Regions from separate parts of the Mus musculus genome. Here region 1 is linked to region 2. A link is a contact called in public Hi-C data. All regions are on one chromosome and are shown on one strand. The core of a region is the stretch at or near the end of the contact, and the rest is flanking DNA. Distances in the headings are between cores, read along the strand shown. Region 1 has its middle 17 kb from the start of Hectd2os. Region 2 overlaps Hectd2os (Hectd2, opposite strand).

The links. A called contact is a pair of places that touch in the nucleus more often than the background predicts.
Region 1: a Hi-C map of liver shows a contact between it and region 2, with 3 times the contacts expected there. A contact is called at or near these places in 9 of 484 Hi-C or Micro-C datasets (liver and nephron progenitors), 5 of 130 datasets of targeted methods (the NIH/3T3 cell line, embryonic stem cells, hepatocytes and 1 more) and 1 of 9 other capture datasets (embryonic stem cells).

The regions. Positions count from the first base shown.
Region 1 is chr19:36,703,501-36,708,745 of GRCm38.p6, forward strand. No RefSeq gene overlaps it. Among named protein-coding and RNA genes, the nearest start is that of Hectd2os, 17 kb to the left of the region's middle.
Region 2 is chr19:36,635,113-36,639,899 of GRCm38.p6, forward strand. All of the region lies in intron 3 of Hectd2os (Hectd2, opposite strand), which reads right to left. Among named protein-coding and RNA genes, the nearest start is that of Hectd2os, 52 kb to the right of the region's middle.

The sequences.
Region 1 (5,245 bases), core at 536-3,035, 67 kb after region 2:
ACCCTAACCCTAACCTTTCCACCTTGCTCAAGACAGGATTCCTTTACTGTTTTTCTGGGCCTGTGACATGCTCTCTAGCCATGTAAGCCATGGGAAGTATCCTGTCTCTGTCTCCCATCTTATCATAAGAGCACTGGGATTCTATGCTCTAGCGTCTTTGGTACATGAAAATACTCTTCATGATACCAAAAGAGAAACAAAAACTAAGCCAGCCACAACGCTTTGATCTACAATGGTGTCCTGCCTGCAAGGAATGCTAGAGCAATGGGGGCACAAAGCTTGTGGGACTAAGCAATGTCTGATTTGACTTAAAGTCTATGAGATGGAAGCCATTTACAACACTGGTTAGGTGACCACCAGAGACTAGATAGTCCAAAGACCCAGGGAAAAACAAATACAACTGTTCTAAAAAAAAAAAAAAAAAAGGAAAAGAAAAGAAAAGAAAGAGAGAGAGGAAGAAAAATGTACTGATAATATGATTCCCATTGATATTCTGCTACACTCGTATATCAATTCCTTATTCAGCCATCTTCAGAGAAGTTTCCTCCTACAGCAGACAGGAACAAATGCAGAGATCCAGAATCAGGCATTACACAGAGAGTGAGAGACCTTGGAACACTCATCCCTAAATGGAAAGTCTCCATCAAATCCCTCCCTTCAGAGCTCAGGGACCCAGTGGAAACGGAGGTGGAAAGATCCAGAGAGGAAGGAGGACCCCAGCAGACCGTGGTCCTCTGAATCAACCGAGCAAAGCTCATATGAACTCACAGAGACTGAGGCAGCACACACAGGGCTTGCACCTGGTCCTCTGCATATACACTAGGGCTGCTCATTTGTGCTTTTATGGGATTTTTTTGGGAACAGGTGGATCTCCGATTCTTGTGCCTTCTCTTGGGCTCTTTTCCTTCTGTTGGTTTGACCTGCCCAACTTCAATACGAAAGGGTTTTATTATATTTTATTTTGTTATGTTTTGCTGTTACCTCCTGGAAGCTTGTCTAAGAGACTGAAGGGAGGCAGATCTGGATGAAAGGGGAGGAGGGAGGGATAAATGCATACACATTGACTCTTTAGACACATACCAACCCTTCTAAGCCTCTACTGTGATTTGAGAATTGTGGGGAAAGTTATCACTTACATAGGAAGTAGGACCTGAGCTGGGAAGTCTATAAGGAAGGTGTCTGTTTACAATAGATGAACAAAACTGCAACTTTTCCTTCATCATTTCGATAATCCAGAAATTCTCATTGTTCCACTAAAAAGGGTAAGTTAATAATACATGAGTCTTCTCTAATGAAAGTTGGCCATTGGAATTCTGGGAACAGGGTTTCCCCATGAAGATTCAAAACTCAGTCAGTGAGCTAAATCAAAAGCATGCCCACTGACCTTCAATTCTTGGCCATCATTGCCAACTACAAAGCAAACAACTGAAAAGCAAACAGCCATAGACGCTGTTGGCTAGGAGAGACGGAGAACGCTTGCATGCAGGTCTGTCCTACGGGTCGTTTACACGTGCTGCAAGCCATTTTTTCATTAACTAGTCAATGACAGCCAAGCCAGCCCAGTCAAGAGTCTCAAGAGGGGTCCCCCAGCCAGCCCAGTCAGGGGCCCGGGGCTGCCTTGTTTCCCACATAACCTATCCAATCATCTGCCCTCCTTACATCGCTTACAGGAAAAGACAAACTTAGTCTGTTTCCCTTTTATCTAGAAAACAAGAGACTACTTTCTCCAGCTTCTGCCTTCCCGTCAGTCTGTGCCCCACCCCACCCCCCCTACACCCGGTCTTCATGAACCTCAATCTTTGATTTTCCAGTCACTGTTACTTCCTGTGTTCCTCATGCTCTTGCGAACACGATCCGTGTGCACCATCTCTTTTTCTCTCCATCTGTCCCACCCCCACTGTCCTTTAAGTCCCCACTCAAGGAACCATTTTAACCAGCTCACTTTAAGGTAGCTCCTCCCGTGCAGCGACGTGGGGTTCCCCTCTGTCTGTTTCTACTCACTGCTTTCCCGGACATAAGCAGTGAGCAGAGCAGAAGTCTTGTTTGAGACTTCTTTAGTGGTCCCCGCCCATTCTTGTAAGTACAAATGAGTCCATTAAGACCCTGAGAGTGCCTGGTTGACGCATTCCCCTTCAAGGTTCATGGAGAAAGCCTTTGTGGGCCAAGTTCTAAAGTCCCCTCCTGCCCTCCCCACCCGCCCATGCCTGCCAAAGGCATCTAAAACACACTGCAGCGTGCTCTTCTTTCGTTGGCAAGGAAGCAAGTCCAACACTCTGCTTTCCCGTTTCATTAAGGTTGGAGGTCATCCAGGAAAGGGTCCAAAGAGATCTTTTGAAGGAGTGGAACTGGACTGGGGGAGGGGGATTGGTCTCTCTCTCAGTCTCTCTCTCTCTCTCTCTCTCTCTCTCTCTCTCTCTCTCTCTCTCACACACACACACACACACACACACACACACACACACACACACCACTTCCTTTCTCCTTAGCCTGCTTCCCTCTCTGAAAAGAACAAGCTTTCACTGTGGATTTCTTCAGTTGAGGCCTCCGCCAGGACTTGGCTCTGTCTGGGATGAGGCTATACCCGGAAGAACCAGCGCAATGGCTCAAGGTCAGAGAAATTATCTGGGACAGAACCGGCAGAAGGAGGTGGCACCAAGATCGCTAGGAGAGAAGGGAAAAGAAGATAAGGGACAAGGAAAATAGAAGTATGTGTTAAATGGAAGCCAGGAAAAAAAAAAAAAGTTGAACCTATTTACCCCCTTAGCGCCACCACCACCGCACCACCACCACACCCCCTTCTCCCCCACACACCTTCACAGAAATACATTCTTTGTGTTTCCTCCCCTTCTCTGTTCCTCAAGGCCTTTCTGTAAATAAACAGTGAGGCCAGGGCTGCCAGCAGCCCGCTGTTCACTCTTACCGTGTCCCAGCGAATGCTGATGCCTGTCTTTCCTTCACGGCTTGCACAGTCCTTTGCCATGTGTAATCTCCTCTGACTCTGGCATCTCACACTTACAAAGTCCTGTGAGCCCCTGTCAGTCTCATCCTCAGAGAGGGGCACTGGGGGCCCTATAGCCACACCCTACCAGTTCTTAGTTTTACAATTAGATGGTTCAATTACCACTCAAAAATAAATAAAACAGATCACATATGGCCCAGCATGGTAAACGTGTCTTTAATCCTCAGCACTCAGGAGGTAGATGCAGGTAGATCTCTATGAGATCAAGGCCAGCCCTGTCATTCATATATATATATATATATATATATATATATATATATATATATATATATATATATACACACACACACACACACACACACATATATATATATATATACATACATACATATGTGTGTGTGTGTGTGTGTGTATTACCTTTTTAAACTTTTAAGCAACACACAATAAGTGTATATATTTATGGAATACAATTTACACTGTGGAATGATTACATAAGGCTAATCAATAGACTCACGATCTCACAACACCTTGACTGTGCTGACCCCTCAGGATTCCTGTGGAATGGGAGTGAGATCATACAGGAGAAAGGCTGATTCTGTCAGGACAGTCAGCAGCGGATATGGAAATGGAAGATCTGGTGGTGTCGTAATGACCTAAATCCTAGCTACAGGGCCAGCAGTACTTGATCCACAACTATATCGCTTTTTTGCCACTGTCCTCAACTGTTCTATCAAATCATTTCCCTATCCCCATACCACTTTAAAATAGTTCGGAGTCTACTGTCAGTTACTCGAGTTTGGTTCAGACCAGTTCTGATGCTTCATCTGATATCTTGCTTTAGCTCACGCCCTCAGACTTCCCATAGAGCTGAGTCTTGCTGTGAAGGAGGATGAAGCGGATAGATTCCAGCAGCGTCTCCTCTCTCCTCTCCTCTCTGAGGCTCTCCTGGTCAGTCAGAGGGGGCCAAAGAGGACACAGAGCTTAAACAGTTCTTAAACACAGACCACACACAAACACACCACAGACACACACAAACATACACCACACACACACATACCACACACAAACATACACCACACACACACATACCACACACACACACATACCACACACACACACATACCACACACACACACATACCACACACACACACATACCACACACACACACACACACACATACACAGACACACACATACACACACACACACATGCACACAAACACACACATACCACACACACACACATACCACACACACACACATACCACACACACACACACACACACACACACACATACACAGACACACACATACACACACACACACACACACACACACACACACACACACACACACAGCTCTTGCTCCTGTTGTTCACCTCACAGGCCGTGTCGTGGGATAGCCCCTTGGCCAGAGAGTGGCACTGTAAGTGGGAGCCAACAAGCTGACCCAAGTCCAGTACTTTCCTCCATGTCCGCTGGCGCATAGAAAGGTTTGAGCATCCTGCCTACAAAGTCATAGAAGGTACCCAGCCATCACCAGCCCTTCTTCTAGTCCAGACTGCTGCTTCTGTCCTAGAATGGGGCCAACATCAGGACCATTGCCCCAGGCAGAGGTTCCACCAAGAAATAATACAATAGTGTTTCCTCTAAGGTACTCTCCATTCTGCCTTGACCTGAAGGATGGAAAGGGAGCCTTTACCTTGGCCCTCAAACTTAGGACTTTGGGGACCCCTCTCCCCTCCAGCTCATCCCACTCACTTTCTGAGATACAAAGCTGGCCAGTTGTATTCACGCTAGCTCAGTGTATGCCGCATCGATTGAAGAGCATCTGGCAGTTCTCGGAAACACAGCATGCTTGCTGCTTTTCATAGCACCTGGGAGCCTAGGAAATGCCCACGTTGAGGAATCCCATCTCTTGGGTTTAAATCCAGAGCTGACCCTTACTATCTGTGTAACCTTGGTTAAGTGACTTAACGGCTCTGTCAGCACTGTTACTTGTAAATTGGTGGGGGTTGTAGTACGTACTTCACAGAGTTAGAAAATAGAAAAAAATAAAAAAAGTAAAAACAAAAGAAAGTAACAAAAACTCAACCTTGCATCTGGTACGATAACAAGTAGTCACTGCAAGTTCCAAGAGGACACGGCTTGAAGCGTAGAAGCAATACTCACAGATCTCAACGCCGTTTTAATTAGCAGTTTCCTGATGGTCAGGAATGCTGAAACTTTTCAGGTGCCTCTTGGCGATCTGTACTATTTCCTCTGAGGAACATCTATTCAATTCAC
Region 2 (4,787 bases), core at 1,654-4,153:
CCTCCAGGCTTCCCTGTGAGGCTGGATTTCAGAGATTGTCCCGGTGTGGTAAACACCAACAGATTTTGGGTGTCTACCTGGGGCCTTCTGACCTGGTGTTGTTTAGGGTCAGTGATGGAGAAGGGGCTGTCTTGATGTGCAGTGTGCATGGGAAGGGTTTTGCAGCAGCTGGAGGGTAAGGGCTGTGCGAGAGAATAGCAGACTTCCTCTCATCCCATTCAGGGATTTGCTCAGTGAGCAGTAGAAGATGTGAACCACAGCGGGGGCCTGACAGATCAAGGGGACGGGATGATGTCTTAGTTACTGTTCTATTGCTGTGAAGACACACCATGACCGTGACAACTCTTATAAAGGACAGCATTTAATTGGGGGCTTGTTCACAGTTTTAGAGAGCGACTCCATAGCCATCATGGTGGGAAGCAGACAGGCATGGTGCTAGAGCAGTAGCTGGGAGCTTTACATCCTGATCGGCAGGCAGAGAGCAGAAACTGGGACTGGCCCTCAAAGCACATTGCTAGTGACATGCCTCCTCCTCCAACAAGGCCACATGCCTGATCTTTCCCAGTTTTACTAACTGGGGACCAAGCTTCAAACATACATGCCTATGGGGGCTATTGTCATTCAAACCACCACAGATGGACAGAGTTGGGAGTGGAACTCTGGTCTGTAAGCGCCATTAGATTCTCCCACTTCCACCAACTTCTCAGAATGTTTTATTTGCTATATATTATTTTAGCTTAAAATGTATGTGTATTAGTGTTTTACCACGTGTGTGCCTGGTGCCCATGAGGAAGGAGAGGGCACAGACCCCCCTGGAACTAGACTTATATGTTTGAGAGCTGCCACGTGGGTGTTAGAAGTTGACTCCAAGTCCTCTAAAGCAGCAGCCAGTGCTGTTAACTGCTGTGATATCTCTCCACTCCCCCTGTCTGGTCTATTTTTAATAAGGTTTAAGACACCAACATCCTGGTCTAGAGGCAGAACATGACTCTAGAGTGTCCCTGTGCAGGGCAGTCCCTTGAGACACTTGGACTAGACATCACTGCTGTCATTTCTAAAATCTTAAACGGAGATTTTCCATGTTCATATAAATGGCATCACCAGGATCCATATTTGTGCTTTTTAGGGCTTCACCTCATATCTGAGAGATTAATCCATCCTTTACATGTACTATAGTATGTACATCTTGCCTTCCTCATTGATTTCACTATGAATCTCATACGATATATTTATCCATTTGACTGTGAATCGATATTCAGGTAATTCCCAGTCTGGGCTATTTTTTTAAAAATGCTATGAACACTCTTGTTTGTGTCCTTGGCAGTCATAAAGTATGCATATTTTGACCACTAGGAGCTCAGACCAAATTCACCCCATCTGCATATAGAACTCTACCCAAGCTCTGTTTTCAGGCAAGGAAACCCAAAGTTGTGAAGGCAAGTGACTTTCCCAGGCCTTACAGGTTGGTAAGGCAAAGCTGGACAGGCACCTTGGTCCTTCAATGCCAGATTTTTGCACTCTCTCTAGTTCCATTCCTGCCTAAAGACAGAGCCTGTTTCCTAGCCTGAGCCTCAAAGCTCTGCTTTACTTGTGCCCTGACTAGCCTCCTCCCAATCCCCCTGGATTCTGTGACAATCTTTTGGTACAAGAATTAAGTCAACATGGTTGATATAAGACCATGAGTGTTTGTGAATGCTGTGTCCTCTAAGGGTGATTGATAGAATAAAGTGCCCCACAGCTCCTGAGGCAGCAGGGCTGGAGAAGGTGAAGCAGAGGGAATTTACAGCTTTCTCCTCCAACTTCCTTTCAGCAAGGCACCTGTCTTTGTGAAAACAGGTCCAGCTATGTGAGAGGGGCATTCCATTTGGTGTAGTCCCTGAGGTGAGGAGGGTGGGGAAGAACAGACTGAAGTGAACTGTGTGGTGGTTCCGTCCCTTGTAGAGCTCTCGGGAAGAATGAGAGAGAGAGAGAGAGAACAGGGTGAGGCAGGAAGAGCTTAATGATGCTAATAGCAGTTGCTCTCTGTCTGGTGCCATTTATGGGCTGACATTATTGTGAAGTTCACGTTCAAATCACCACCTCACAGGTGAAGAAACCAAGGCCTGATAAGTGCTGATTTATTAACATTCACAGCAGGGGTGGGGGACAAGATGGCTCCACAGGAGAGGATTTGCCAACAAGCCTGACCAACCTGAGTTCAATACTCAAAACCCACAGACTCTGACAGATTGTCCTGACTTCCACACATACACCAAAATAAATAAATGTAACTTTTAAGAGATCACAGCAGGGCTGGAAATATAGTCATGAACAGATGCCCAAACTCAACGAAAGGGAGAATTCTTTTCTTGTCGGTTTCTTCTCCACCTCCACCCCCAGAACCTCAAGACCTGATTTCTTTTTCCTTCTCTATTTGAAAATTTTACCCTTTTATTGTTAAGCATGGGTTTCACCATAGCGTGTTCATCCATGTATATAATGTATTTTGATCAAATTCATGCTCTATTACCCTCTCTTGTCCCCTCTGACTCCCTCTGATCGCCTTCCTAACTACTCCACTTCTACAGACTTTCGTGTCTTGCTTTGGTTTGGTTCTGGTGTCCTGGTAAACTTAATCAAGGTTTGTTACAGAAACATGGGGGAGAGACTATCTGCTGGAGCATGGGGCGACTTTCCCAGACCACTGAAGAAAATGGCCGCACCCTCCCGGATACCAGCAATTATTAAATACCTACAGCTCCTCAGGAGGAGTGGGGCCTACAAGCCCTTCCCCCATTCAAGTCAGAATGCCGATAGGTTTAATCATTGACCCACTGAATTGATTGGTTGAGACAGGATCTCGATATGCAGTCATGGATGACCTGAAATTCATTATCGAGACCAGGGTAGCCTCAAACTCAGAGATCTGCCTGCACATGCCTCTGAGGTGCTAAGGGCAAGGGCATGGGACGCCACACCCACACAGACAGAGTCAATCCTGCGTAGTTAGTCATGGTGTGTTGAAAGGTCAAGAGTGCAACCACGTGTCTGACTTTCACTGCATTCTGTCTCCTTTGGACTTTATATTCTTTCTGTGCCTTCTTCTTTGCTGTTCCCTGAGCCTCAGAGGGGTGACATAGATGCCTCTGCTAGGGCTGAGCACTGACCAGCCTCTTATTCTCAGGACTTAGGTGAGTTGTGAGTCTGTATTAACATTTGCTAATTGTATTAGTCAAGTTGACAACCAGGAATAACCACTACACTAATCAAACCAGACAGCAGCGCTAATCTCTGGGCATCAATATAAATGCTCAGAAGACAACTTGACAAGCATATCATGTCCGTTTAGCAATACAACTTCCAAGCTTTTCCCCAACCAGAGGCCTTTGAGCAGGCTTGCAGAACCAGATGTGAATTCCCTTCTGGGGGACAGACTTCAAATTCATAACTCCTCCAAACAGTCTTCTTGCCCCCCCACACACACACACCAGTGGCCACCCCTTGCCTATTAGATTGGTAGTATAGAAAATAAGCTCACAACTGAGTAAGATTTTTTTTAAATGACCCTCCCCTCCCCGTCCCCACAGCAGCCTACATGGCACACTGTAATAGCCTGTATTGTTTAGGGGGTCTCTGGTGCCTAGCCAGAAACTCATAGAAAAGTAGCCCACCCGTGGCACTGGGATTTTCATTTAATTATGGCGTCTAGGAGCAGCTTTACCTACACACATATTTGCAGAGTACCTCCATTCTCACTGAACCTAGGACTCAATGGTTTGACAAGGTTGGCCGGTCGATGGGTTCTAGGAATCCTCCTGTCTGCTTCCCCAACCTCCCGCACTGGAGTTGCAGTTGTGCACTGCCCTGCCCAGCTTTTATGTGGGCGCTGGGGACCCCAAGTCACATCCTCCTATCTGTGCAGAAGTTCTTTATTGGCTAAGCCCCTCTGTTTAAATTCTATTTTAATTACCTTACAAATGCTCATCTACTCTAACTCAACTATGCTGGCCTTAGGCTGCTCCCCGTCGCTGTAGCAGGTTACCCTGCAATTTTAGTTTGATGCTCCCCCCATCCCGCCACCCCATTCACTCCCCTGGCAACTCCCCCTCTTCTATACCACTGTGCCCCACACCCCTCGTAAGCCTTTCTAGACACACCCCTGCCCTGAATTCCCTGTGTCTGTTTTCAGCTCTCGCACGCCCTATTATCTCCCCACTGCCGTACCTCAGAGCTTCCGTTCCCCTCTCATGAACCCTGCAGAAGATTTCTTTGATGTAAGACTTCTTGGGCTTCATGCTAATAACTCACATTAATTTCTAAGGAGAAAATTATTCCTACAAGCTTTCCCAAGCTCTTCAGTTCTTATTTCCCCCAAGGCGTATTTATTAATATCTTGATTTTTTAAAAACTAAACAAAAAGAGTCTTTCATCTTGCCTATACATTTACACCAAAAACATAATCTTCTAAGCCAAAAATTATCATGATTAAATGATAACAAACCCAGGGGCTTGTCAGGTGGCACATACTGCCACGTCTGATGAGCTGAGTTTATTAAATCCCAAGTACCTATGCGGTGGAAGGTTAACCAGTTCCTGTCAAGTTGTCCTCTGACCTCCATATACATACGTACATACATACGTACGTACATACATACATACATACTATATAAATACATACATGCACATGCATGCATACAAAGTAAATAAATGTAATTTTTAAAAACCGGGCGTGGTGGCGCATGCCTTTAATTCCAGCACTTGGGAGGCAGAGGCAGGCGGAATTCTGAGTTCGAGGCCAGCCTGGTCTA